Linked DNA regions of Mus musculus: region 2 is linked to region 1. A link is a contact called in public capture Hi-C data. All regions are on one chromosome and are shown on one strand. The core of a region is the stretch at or near the end of the contact, and the rest is flanking DNA. Distances in the headings are between cores, read along the strand shown.

The links. Capture Hi-C pulls out chosen DNA fragments and counts their contacts.
Region 2: a capture Hi-C map of embryonic stem cells shows a contact between it and region 1, with 2.5 times the contacts expected there. The contact joins two enhancer-like sites. A contact is called at or near these places in 1 of 115 datasets of contacts at active chromatin or transcription factors (embryonic stem cells) and 1 of 9 other capture datasets (embryonic stem cells).

The regions. Positions count from the first base shown.
Region 1 is chr1:54,048,908-54,055,366 of GRCm38.p6, forward strand. All of the region lies in intron 1 of Hecw2 (HECT, C2 and WW domain containing E3 ubiquitin protein ligase 2), which reads right to left. Among named protein-coding and RNA genes, the nearest start is that of Hecw2, 140 kb to the right of the region's middle. Within about 2 kb of position 4,099, at least 5 of the 459 cell types and tissues checked have an H3K27ac peak or open chromatin away from gene starts, as enhancers often do. A contact at or near this core is called in embryonic stem cells, where this site is marked.
Region 2 is chr1:54,582,867-54,589,892 of GRCm38.p6, forward strand. No RefSeq gene overlaps it. Among named protein-coding and RNA genes, the nearest start is that of Pgap1, 29 kb to the left of the region's middle. Within about 2 kb of position 2,370, at least 146 of the 459 cell types and tissues checked have an H3K27ac peak or open chromatin away from gene starts, as enhancers often do. A contact at or near this core is called in embryonic stem cells, where this site is marked.

The sequences.
Region 1 (6,459 bases), core at 2,849-5,348:
AAATTATATATAAAAAGACCAGCCTACTCTGCACAGTAAGACCTTGTCTCAAAAGCAAACATCCTGTATCCTTTGGCTCCTACTAGTTCTGCCTACTGGAGGGTGGTCTCAGAGGGCAGAAGACTGTAGATGCTCCCTGCCTCCCCCTTTTCCCCATGACTCCTGGCCTCCAGCATGCAAAAGGCAGTCTCAGGCTTCCTCAGGCCCTACAGTCACACTCGGAATGAATGGACGTTAGTGACATGGAAAGGAAGCATAAGTCAGGATTCTATTTTTAAAGAACACAAAGACTTGGAAACAGTTTGCAATGAGGGAATAAAAGTGAAGACTGAAAAGAATCAGTAGTCTTTTGGGCGAATCTAAAGTTAAGAGATAGATATATACATAACAGTGTATGTCCCAAGCTGTTAGAACAGTGGGCCAGGAGCGGGGATAGAATGAATATCCAAGTGCCAGTTTCTACCTACTAACAACCTTAGCATTAATTAAAATACACTGTGCCAATGTGTCCCTGGAGGGCTCAGTGGGGGTATAAAATGTTTAAGAAGTCTAAAATCTTTCAGATGTGTTACTCTCACAGCTTACAACAATTTTTAAAAGAAATGGGTTAGTAGTGCTTGCATTACCACGAGAAACTGTTCACAAAATTGCCTGAAACCTTTGATTTTTTTCCCTTTATAAGAAACATAATATATATATTTTAGTGTTCATGTTTCTGTTATAAATAACACCAAGGTACATATAAAAATACTTGGTAAAGTTGCATAAAGATGGGAGGTGGTGAATTTCAAACACTCTCCATACTAAAGTTGTAATTCTAACTCACAGAACTTTATTGAGCGCAGTGCTCAGGCACAGGAGCATCAGTGCCACTCAAAGCACTGGAAGCAGGCAGCAGACACACATGGACTACTGAAACATAATAACTCTTGATGATGCCTCCGTCTCATGGCTATGCCTTCTGTAAGGGCTAAAAGTCTTCTTCCAAAAGTTATACAAGTTGTGACGTACTTTAGAAGAGGTGGCAGGGGAGTCTGCCTGCAATGTGTCCTCTTACACTGGCCCTTCAACATTCCTTAGATAATCCAGCCCCCTCGTACTGACTATCCTGTGATTATACATGCCAGATCCAACAGGCTCAATCTAACAAAGAGTAATACAAGACACAACAAACAATTAGATACAATCTTTGTTTTTTTTTTTTTTTAAATTTGGGCTTTAAAATAAACAGGATGCATGTGAGGTGCAGCACAAAGAGCTCATTAGTGCTGGGAGGGCAGGTTTGTCTGCCTGTGGGGTTTTTTTTTGGGGGGGGGGGAGATGCCCAGGCTAGCTTTGACCTAGCAGCCAGAGGGATCCCACTCAAATATAAGTCAGATCATGTGTTCTCTTTGCTTGATCCTCCACGGATTGCCTGTCCCCCACCCCACCCCCACTCCCACCCCCCATTTCACACAGAGAAAACGCCAAGCACAGGCTAAGTTTCAATGTCTGAGATTAAGGAACAATGCTTATCATTCTTACAAAAGATACATTAAAGGATAGAAACCGAGTGATGGGACGGACCATGGAGATGTCTTGGTGCTGCACAGACAAGTTTGAATCCCTAAGAGCCATATAAAATGTCAGGTATGGTCCTGCTCATGCCTGTAATTGCAGTGCTGTGGGGTTAGAGACAGGAAGGTGTCTGAAGCTTTCTGACCACTAGTGCAGCACTAGTAAGATCAGTGAGAGACAAGTCTCAAGAAACTAATGGGGCCATGGCCCTCACCTTCCCTGTGTCTTACCGCCATCACAAACCAGGGCTTGTTCCGGGCTTTTCCAGGTGAAGGGCCCCACAAAGTGGAAGGGTTCCCTGAGCCCTTTTGGAACATGTCTTATCTACATCCCAGCTTAGAATTATTCCCTAGTCTCAAAAATACATCTTGAGAAGAATCAAGACGAAAAGGCCATTTTGCTGTTTTCTTGTTTAGCCTAGGAAACCAAGATGCTGGAACTAGAAGAGACAAGACAACCCATCAGTGGTTATCAAGCTGTTTCCTGGAACTTCTGAAGGGATGAAGAAATGTTGACTAAGAAATGAGACCTGAGACCTGTTTAGACACAGATCAAGTCTGAAGCCTCCCCTCTATAAGGGATCAGTAGTTTCTGGTCCTTGGCCCTAACTATTGTGTATCTCAGGACCAGTGCTGTTTTGTGTAAACATCCTCCCTCATCCCAGACTCCTTCAGTTCTTGAATAAAGACCTTGGCTGAGCTTAAGGCTTTTCTGACATCTGAGTATAATAAATTGTGGATAATGGAGCCTGCTGGAAGGAAAGCACACCTGCTACCCAAGGACTTGGGAGGTGGAGGCAAGGTCTTGAATTCAAGGCTGACCTGGAATATGAAAGGTCCAACCTCAAATAAAAAATAAAATGCAGCTTTATCTATGAAAAAAAGAAGAAGAAGAAAGGAAGGAAGAAGGAAGGGAGGGAGGGAGGGAGGGAGGGAGGGAGGAAGGAAGGAAGGAAGGAAGGAAGGAAGGAAGGAAGGAAGGAAGGAAGGAAGGAAGGAAAAGGGCAAAGAGATAGAACAAGGTATTCACATACCTGCACAATACAAACATGCACATATACCATACACACACACATATACACATATGCATATACATACACCATAAAGACACATTTATATGAAACACGAGGACAGGATGAAATAAAATAATAAAAACAGCCGGGCGTGGTGGCGCACGCCTTTAATCCCAGCACTTGGGAGGCAGAGGCAGGCGGATTTCTGAGTTCGAGGCCAGCCTGGTCTACAGAGTGAGTTCCAGGACAGCCAGGGCTATACAGAGAAACCCTGTGTCGAAAAACCAAAAAAAAAAAAAAATAATAATAATAATAATAATAATAAAAACAGTGCAGTGGTTTGAAGAAAAATGGTCCCCAGAGGCTCATTTATTTAAATGCTTAGTCACCTGGGTGTGGAAATGATTGATAGGATTAGAAGAATTAGGAGGCATGGCTTTGCTGGAGGAAGTATGCCACTGGGGGTGGGCTTTCCAAAAGCCCATGCCAGACTCAGTCTCATTCTCTGCCTGCACATCAGGATGTAGCCATGCCTGCTGCCATGCTTCCAACCACAATGATAATGGACTATGCCTCTGAAAACTGTAAGAAAGCCCCAAATTAAATGCTTTCTCTTATAAGAGTTGGCCTATTTAAACCAGGCAGTGGTGGCGCATGCCTTTAATCCCAGCACTTGGGAGGCAGAGGCAGGCAGATTTCTGAGTTTGAGGCCAGCCTGGTCTACAGAGTGAGTTCCAGGACAGCCAGGGCTACACAAACCCTGTCTTGAACCACCCCCTCCCAACAACAAAAAAAACAACAACAACAACAAAAAAGAGTTGGCCTGTTCATGGTGTCTCTTCACAGAAATATAACAGTGATTAAAACAGAAGTTGTTATCAGGGAGTGGTGTTTATTTCTGTGTTAGACCAGACTGTGCCTTTTGCAGAAAGAATATAGAAGACTTTAGGACTTTCAAGTCGAAAGCCTTTTGTATGTTTTAAGCAGGGCTTAATTGCCCATCTTAGCAAGCATATAAAGATAGTGCTGAGTGATTTGAACTGTAGGGGCCCAAATCAAGAGGTTTCTGAGGGGAACAATATTAGTAAACGGGCTAAAGAATATTCTTCTGATATTTTGGCAAAGAATCGGGCTGCTTTTTTAAAACCTTGTTCTAAAAGTTTGCCTGGGACTTTCAAATTAACAGTGTTGGCAGAGGAGATTTCAAGACAACACAGTAGTGAAGTGTTATTATTGTGTGGTTATCAGCAGACACTGTTGGGTAGATCTATAAAGAAAAGGAACAAGTGGGGTAAGGAGAAACATAAAATGTACAGTTTTGGAAGAAAAGGAGCAACTGGAAGTGTAATGGTTCCAGGTCCAATGCTCAAGAGGATAAAATGTTTAAAGAAAATCCTGGTGCTAAATGGAATGAGGGAGTGAGTGCTGTCTCAGGGCAAGACCCAACCCAGTTTACAATTTGTGAAAAGGATTTAAAGGAAAGCTTAAGTGGTGAAGGAAACCATTAACAACAGAATGAGGATGCAGATGTAATTGAAGAGGGGGCCAAGTTCCACTCCCCTGAAGCACAGAGCTTGGCAGCTTTGGCCACATGCTTGTGGCTTTAGAGTCAAAGATGCAAGAAGGGAGTTGTGAAATCTCTCTCAATAGTTAAAAGAAAGATGGTCAGGCTAGGCATGTGTCAGGAACATGCCTGTAAGCCCATATAGGACACTGTGTGAAGCAGTGAAGAAAAAGCCTGGATTTTGTTGGAGACCCAAGATGTTGGAAATGTCAGAGTTGTGGGATACCTGTTAAGGGAAGTTGCAAAAGGCATGTGGAGCCAACTTTAAAAAAAAAAAAATTGTGCTGTAGTCAACACAGCTGAAAGAAGTTGGAGATCTGAAGACTGCTTTGACATCAGACATGGAGATGCAGGGTTTGAAGTTTGCCTGGCTGGTTTTTGGTCTTCTTTTGCTTTGCTTTCTTCACTGTGCTCTCCTTTGCCCCCTTTAGAATTCTGTGCCATTGCATGGTGGAAGTATGTTTATTTATTTTGATTTTTAAAGGGGATTACAGTAAAAAATTACCAAGAGTCTAAGAAGAGACTTTGAACTTTAGACTTTTAAACCACATTGAGACTGTAATAGATTGGGGACTTTTGAAATTAGACTAAATGCATTTTGCATTGTGATGTGGCTATAAGTCTTTAGAAGCCAGGGAGTAGAATACAATAGCTTGAATAAGAATAGCCCCTATATACTCATATATTTAAATGCTTAGTCACCAGAAGTAGAACTATTTGATAGGATTAGAAGGATTAGGAGGTATTGCCTTGTTGGAGGAAGTAAGTCACTGGCCTCTGAAACTGTAATCAAGCTCCCAGTTAAATGTTTTCTCCTTTAAAAAGTTGCTGGAAACATGGTGTCTTTATTGCAATAAAACAATGACTAAGACAGCCTGCCATAAACTAAGAAACTAAGGTCTGTCTCTCATGCCAAGAAGGATGGGAATAGAGTTGACTTTCAAAATATGGTGCTCAGCCAGAGAAGGGCATGGAAGAAAACTAGAGGAAATAGTGAGCTTAAAATAGGTATAGGGAACATTTCCCCCTGGGAATTAGGCTGAGGACAAAGAAAATATTCATGGAAGGTATCTTCACCTAGACATGACAACAGACAGTATGGTATACTACTGCCATCTAGCCTCCAACCCACATCTACAGATCATCATACAGATCACGGAGTGGGGCCCAAACATCACGTTTCTATGATCATGTAGTTCACTGGGATTTGCAAAAGATGTACCAGAATATTTGACTTAACATAGAGTTTTAATACACAGTGTCCTTTCTGTTGTTTAATATAAACCAATATTTCAGTATTTTGTGACTATAGCACCCTGATCTTGGGAATTAGCAACTGGAGACTTATTTGTACTGATGTCTTTTATATGCAGAAATAATAATAATCCTTTGTTATTCAAAGCGCTGTATCATCCAGGCTTAGAGGTTTCTGTAGGAAATCAGTAATAACTCTTATCATAAACACCACAGTAATTTAAGTTGTCAGACTAGAGTGATATTAAAAATCTGTCAGATGAATAATTAACTTCTCAAGGAGACTTTCAAAGGATACAGCCAAATAAACCATTTTTAAGTCAATGTGTCAAATCTCTAATAGAAAACAAACTCACCAAACATGTTGGTATCAGTAGACTCCAAATCCATATTGAGCTGCACAGGGGGATGAGAGGTCTACATCATGCATTTCAACCCAGGCCCAGAGAAAAGCCCAGGAGAAGCATTCTGATTGACTACACCCCTAATTATGGATGACACTTGTTGACTGAGGTACATATATAATATCATCTGCTTTAGTTCTATTTTTGTACACAGAGTCATGTTTAGATTAGGATCTGAGACCAACTACAGAGGAGACCTGCAGTTCAGAGCAAGCCGGCCCAATGACAGCACATCTCAGTTTCTGGATTAGTTTCTGAGGAGGGAATAATAAGTCCTGTAAGTCTGAACTTTAAAAACACTATCATGGCATGGAGCTTCTTCTCAAATTCCATAGCCAAACCATATCAAAACGTGACGACCTAAATGTATCACAAAGTGAGTGGTGAGACAGGGAGAAGAAGTACCTTTGTAGGATGCTTTGCCAGTCTTAAAAATAACACATACACACTGTAAAAATATGTTAAAAAATAGAAAAAGAAATGAAAAATCCTTAAGGTCAGTTCCCAGACATGATAACCTACAGCAGTCTGGTCTAGAAATACATGCATAGCTATTTATGTATAGATAAGATGAGATCACACTACAAAGCTGAACTGCTTTAGAGCCTATTTTTTTTTTTACACAAGTGTAATACACACATTCATATTAACAAACAATACACTGTAAC
Region 2 (7,026 bases), core at 1,120-3,619, 530 kb after region 1:
ACCCACTTACACATATGCACCCACGTGACTATACAACCCCAATATGAAAATACTATAAAGGAAAACATTTGCCTATTAAGGAAGACTAGTGCTTGTCTCTACAATGAAAAACCATTTTCCTGGTACCAGAGATAAAGGACAAACCAAGAAGTTCACTGACACAAAGGCTGTCATCTTTCTGTCAAAGTCTGGTTATTGCATAAAATTGATATTCATAAATCTTAATTTAATGAAAAACGATGTGAAGTCCAAAGGTATCAGACAGCTAGTGAGATTATTTCTCAGGGCTAGTGAAGAAGGGAAGGATATTTTGGTGACACCCACACTTTCTATGGGTAATTGATTTTTGTTGGTATTCCATCTGGACTCAACCCCTCTTAGACCTAGTGGGGAAACCCCCACCCAATTCCCACTTCAGCGTGCACCCAAAAAATCATGAAGGACCATCTCTTGATGTAATTACATGAGAACGTTTAATGACGGAGCTCCAGACCAACATGCATCCCACACAGGAGATAACGGATGTCGACCACGAGGCTCAAAAGCTAGGGGTTTTTATAGGGTAAGGGGCTTAGGGGTGTGGAATTCAGCATAGCAACACACTATTGGCTTATTCAAACATTAACAGAAAGATTACAGGGCATCAGGACTTTGTTCCTGTGGGCTGGGGGCTTATCTTTGTTCACATAGCAACCAGTTGATGTATGACTTTACCCAGGTCAAGGGGCAGTAGACAGAGGGGAGGTTCCGGCCAGGTGGTGTTGACCCAGACAAGATAGCCCTGTTTGTACAATCAAGCTGTTCTTAGGAATGTCTTGACAACAGCCCTGTCTGTTCTGCTTTGTTCTTGGCCCCAGGTCGGGGGCTCATAGACAACTCTTTTACATGAATCACAAGATACAAAATCTCATTTTCTTTCACCCCCACAGTTACCTGGCAACAGCCAGGTATGCTCCTCCCCCAATGGCCTGGCCCACTATAAAAGGGCCTGCTTGCCCCCTCTTCTCTCTCTTACTCTTACTCTTGCCTCTCTCTCTGGCCTCTTGTCCTCTTGCTCTCCCTCTCTCCCTCTCTCCCTCTCTCCCCCTTCTCTTCTCCCCTCCATGTGGTCATGGCTGGCCTCTACCTCTCTTCTCTTCTCTTCTCTTCTCTTCTCTTCTCTTCTCTTCTCTTCTCTTCTCTTCTCTTCTCTTCTCTTCTTCTCTTCTCTTCTCTTCTCTTCTCTTCTCTTCCCCCCCCCCTCTCTCTCTCCCTTTTTCTGCCTCTACTATCCTCTTAACTTCCCTCCCCATGCCCTTAATAAACTCTATTCTATACTATACCATCATGTGGCTGGTCCCTCAGGGGTAAGGAATGCCTCAGCATGGGCCCACTGAGACATCCCCTTTCCCCACACCTCACCACACCTAGCTAGAACATATCCTTATATCTCTTTCTTTCTTTCTCTCTCTTTCTTTCTTTCTTTCTTCCTTCCTTCCTTCCTTCCTTCCTTTCTTTCTTTCTTTCTTTCTTTCTTTCTTTCTTTCTTTCTTTCTTTCTTTCTTTCTTTCTTTTATAATCACAACAATTTTGAACTCAACACACCAAAGGCCCAAAGCAGCTGTCTTGAGCATTTCAGTTTGGTGGCTGTTTGTACAGCTAGCTGTGTGACTGGTTTTTCTTTCTGCTACTGAAAGGCCTGCTTCAGAACTTAGAGCTGCCATTGTGCATCTGAAAGCTTCGTGGCTCAATCCCTGCCTGCTGCCAAAGTTCTGTTTGAAAGCCTCCTAGAAGTAAAATTCTTAGAGATTCATATTGTGGCACATTGCAAAAGGCAACACTTAAAGAAGGTGTGCACCCAGGTCACTGGCTCTGCTCTTAAGATCCTGAATTCAATGAGTCACACACACACACACACACACACACACACACACACACACACAACAAGCTCCAACAGCTCCCTTCTGGAGGCTCTGTATGACTAATAACCATTTGTCCCTAGAGGAGAGGAGCTAGCCTGATTTTTCAATCTGTTATTTCTTTTTCTGCATCTTGTGGGTGGATCACATGATAGAGACTTTAGGCAAGCAGGTATGTACAGGTAGGTGGCCGTATCTGCTAGCTCTGTTCCAGGAGTTCCAACAGCTGTGCTTATTCTGATGACTAGCTAGAAGAACAGGGGTGGATCCCTCCCTCCTTTCTTGTTCACAAAATCAGTGCTGAGATGAATCCCTTTAAACAGTGAAGAGAACAGCAGGTGTTGTATCCTGAAGAGGTAACAAGTTGTCTCAGCTGAGGAAAGAAAAGCTAAGAGGAGCAGACCTCAACAGTTAGAGACACCGTGTCTGAAAGGAAGAAAAGAAAGAAGTTAAGCCTAAAGAACAAAGCAAAAATAAGTGCAGAGCCACAGGACCTGGGGGGCTGGCCTAGTGCTGATAGGGAAGTGGGCTAGACACACCTCAAAGGCTCCCTGCACCAGCCTGTTACTCTTCCTCACCAATATCTCCTTTTCTAATCTAAGTTCCCCAAGTTGACCACAGTTGGGAGGTCTAAAAGTATTACAAAAGTATTTTACATTACAACAGCCCAAGGACAGAAGGAAGAAGTGGCCCAAGTGAGCAGGCTGTGTTTTTCCACGTGAATTTATTCTGAGTGGGGTGAACGCCCAGGAGAGGCAGGCACCTGAACGTTCACATCGACGCACGCACACACAGGAAGGAAATTCTGACCCGTTCTACATGCTTGATCCCTAATGAGATGCAAAGTGGAAAAAACCCAGAAAGGACAAACACTTCCTGTTGAGGTACACAGGGTGGTTGTATTTATGAGACAAAAAAGCATTGTGTCCAAGCAACGAAGAGCTGTAAAATTAACATATGAAAGAAGCCAGTTGCTAAGAAAGACTGGAGGCCCTTCCCCACCTGGGCGCTGCTGCTGCTGCATGTTGTTGTTGTTGTTCTCCTCATCCTCCTTTTTTTTCTTTTCTCTTCCTTTTTATTGATTCCCTGGGAACCCACACATCTTGTACTCTAATCCCATTCATTTCCTTATCCCTTTGTATCTGCCCTCCACTCTTGCAACCTCACCCCACCAATCAATAAGCAGGGGAGAGAGAGAGAGAGAGAGAGAGAGAGAGAGAGAGAGAGAGAGAGAGAGAGAGAGAGAGAGAGAGAGAGAATGAATCATGGAAGCTGTAGTGTATCACATCTTTACTGGCAAATGTTCATTGCAGTGAGTCGCTGGGCTTCTTGCAGAAAGAAGCAGAACAAGCAGTAGAAAAATCCCAGTGAGACACAGACCTAGGAGAGGTGGCTACTATAAAGCTTCCTGAGCCTCCTGTGTGGATGCCTTTCTTCCACCTCACTACCCTCTCCCATTCTAGAGAGTCTTTCTCTATAAACCATTCCTATTTCTGTTTTCCTTAATAAACGTTATATAAAAAAACATTCCTTTCAACCTTTAAAACGTCAGCAGGGGACTCAGCTGCATTTCTATAGCAGTAGATTGTGATTCTGGGGGGCACTGGGGGGGAGGGAAAAGAGTTATTGCTTAACGGGTTCAGAGTTTCAGTTCTAGTTTCAGTTCTAGTGAGGAGAGATATACAGATGGAAGGCTGGGACCGTTGCACAACTGGGTATATATTAAATATCACTGACCTGTACACTAAAAACATGATAAAAGTGATGGAATTTTTGGTATAAATATTTTACCACAAGATTTTAAGCATGAGTGACGGCCTTGGGAAGATCATTTCTTTTTTTGTTTGTTTGTTTGTTTTTTGTTTTTCGAGACAGGGTTTCTCTGTATAGCCCTGGCTGCCCTGGAACTCACTCTGTAGACCAGGCTGACCTCGAACTCAGAAATCCGCCTGCCTCTGACTCCCAAGTGCTGGGATTAAAGGCGTGCGCCACCACGCCCAGCGGGAAGATAATTTCTTATACTGGCTACACACACATGCATTATATGTGATCCCTCTAGGCACTTTCACTGAGAAATCCAATGATTCTTGATTGTAGGAAAGAAAAGTATATTAAGAAGGTATGTTTTAATTTTTAGGAATTGCTTTTAATGGCAGTATCTTCCTTTTCATGCTGCCAAGAAGTTAATCTTTTTTTTTTTAAACAAAAATGACATTTTCCTGAGAAGTAATTAATCCCACTATGAGAATGAGCAGGAAAGAAAAGACATTGGGACAATGTGTCATGCAGAGCACAGTATGCTCGGGGGGGGGGGGGGAAGGACAAGGGACAAAAACAGAAGTTGTGTAAAACTGGAGGCATAAAAAACTGGTTACAATAACTGTCTGCTGCAGAAATTCTTGAGTCTTCAGCAGCAAGGACTCCAAACTCAACAGTCATCTGCCAACAGATGAGCTCAAGAGAAGCAGAGCAAGGCTAAGAGGGGACTGGGCATAGGCCACGACCAACCCTGACCTGGGAGACTGGGTGTAGGCCACGGCCATCCCTGACCTGGGGGTGCGATAGCTGGAGGAGAGCTGCACTACGGCCAGATGCTCTCTTATATGTGATCCCTGGCCCACGGGCTGCATGTGGCCAAGTGTGGCCCAACACAAAATTATAAACTTACCTAAAACATCATGAGAGTTTGGGGTGGGGTTTTGTGTATGTGTAACTTGATGGTACAGTTCTCCAGCATGAACTTTGTAGATGACAATGTTCTGTGACAAGGTCAAGGCGGTTAAGCATGCCTGCTAGAGTATACTATTAACAGAACCACTTGAAAAGCTTTGTGACAGAGATACTGAGGCCATTTGAAGAGGTTCTGATTTGAAGATAACACTATGAGAGCCATGGCTCTAGCATTAAGGAGGGTATGATATTAATGATTGGTTCTGTATCTTTCATTCTTTTCAAGTATGTAAAAATGAAGGTCCAAGTCAAGAACTATTGAAGAGACTTGAAAAATTACTTAAATTCAGGTAGATATTATATCTATTATACTTGCCTTAAGGTAGTGGTGAAGCTTCAGACCAAATCTGGCAACATCACTTTCTAATAATATTGAGTTCTTCTGGCCAAGTTACTTAACGTTTCTAGACTCTGTTTTCTTTATCTGTGAAACTGAGGTATGTTGTAGTAACTATTTAAATCCCAACCTGATGTTTCTACACTTCTTTAGACCATTTAAATTCCCAGATGAAAGACACACACAGCCTTTATATTTATGATAAACTTCAAACAACACAAGAACTGGGCAAGTACTACTCTCTATGCTGTTAGAATCTACTTTCCCATCGGTAACACTGAGTTATTACTGTGTTTCATCTGGGCTGCTCTTAACTCCAATTAGCCAGCCCACAGGGTCCTGTTCTCTTGACTCCTAACTCATGGCAGCTTCTCCTTCCCCCTCCTGCACTTTTCTTCTTCCTCTTCATCTTCCTCCTCCAACCCCAAACCTATGAAACCTAATCTCCACCTGTGTCTCTTCTGCCCAGCTATTAGCTATTGGCATCTTTATTTATCAATCAGAAATAATTTGGGGGCAGGGTTATGTAAGGACTCTTTAGTCTCTGGGGCAACCAGTTGTGGGGGGGTCCCCTAATTAGTGTTAGAATACAAACAGCATGAGGCCAACCCACTACTAGGGTAATGTTGTATCAACCCACACAGGTTGTTGGAAGATTAGACACAGAGGATTTAGCACAGTACCAAGCATGCTGGAATTAGAACAGGCATTTTTTTTTTTGGCAGTCCAGCCATCTCTCTGCTATGTTTGGGTGAACATTTACCTATTCACTTTTGTCTATCATCTTTTGAAAACTGAATCTTAGGAGTGAAGCCAAGACAACATTCCTGCCATTTTCATCCTCCCCACTTAGATGGAAACCACTTTACCCTGTGGCAGATGATTTATAGACAAAAAGAACAAGGATATACATTGCCTTTATGGAGATATTTAACCCTAGAGTATTGCCTCCAGTGGATACCAGAGAGGGAGAAAGATAGCTTCAGAGCTTCCCAGAGTAAATTAATTACTTTGCAATTGCTATATTATGCAGTCTCTTGCATTTATAGCACTGTGCAAAAAGTGTTTCAAGGGAAGTAAGGCTTCTGCCCTTTAATTTGATGAAAAGCTGGAGCTAGCTGATAGAATGGAATGCAATTTTTTACTATCTAAAAACTCAATAAAGATAATTAATTTGGGAGGAGACTAATATTTCAATAAAGCTGAAATAAATGACCATGTTCAGTTCTCTTCTATTAGAGGGTTACTTAAAGTGGAGAAATGACTTGGTTAATAATTTCCCTTGACTATATCATGAGAGAACACCATGGGCTGTGTGTTTAAGATGAATTTATATGCTATCACTTCTTAAGGGGGATACAAATTCTTACCCTTGGTAACTTCAGAACCCATCACTTAAGAAGACAATTGCTTACTAACATGGTTCCATTCTATAAGTCCCAAAAGACCTCAACATATACAATGACCTATGTGATCTTTGGGCTTGGGTTTTTGTTTTTGTTTGGTTGTTTTTTTCCAATGGTTCTTCCTTTGAAATAATTTTTTGATAACGTTATCTAATAGTAACTGAACACTCAGACTTGAAATATGTCAGATAATAGAACAATTGACATTTACACGAGCCAATCCTTTGAGTGATGAAATATTGGGCAAAGATGATAAAGAGAAATCTGATGACAATGAGTGCCTTTGTTATTTGATTGTGGCAATGGAACCATGAGTATTATATCTGCTGCCAATTATAAACTGTATATTCTCTCTCTCTCTGTGTATGTGTGTGTTATTATTATCTGACAATAGAATATTAAGGATTACTTTCTCTGAGTATAAGTTAGAAATTACTAATAAAACCTAGGAAATTTTATTTAGATATTTACAAATTTTTCTAGAAATTCATGGATCAAAAAAAAAAAAAGTGAAGATATAGTTTAGAAATTTCTTAAAAATCAAGAGTGGAAAAACAGCCTGAGGATTGTAGCTCAGTGCTCACACAAGAAAATGAACATGTGACATCATATTACTGGAATATCAGAATTAATAATGAATAATGAAAAATAAAGA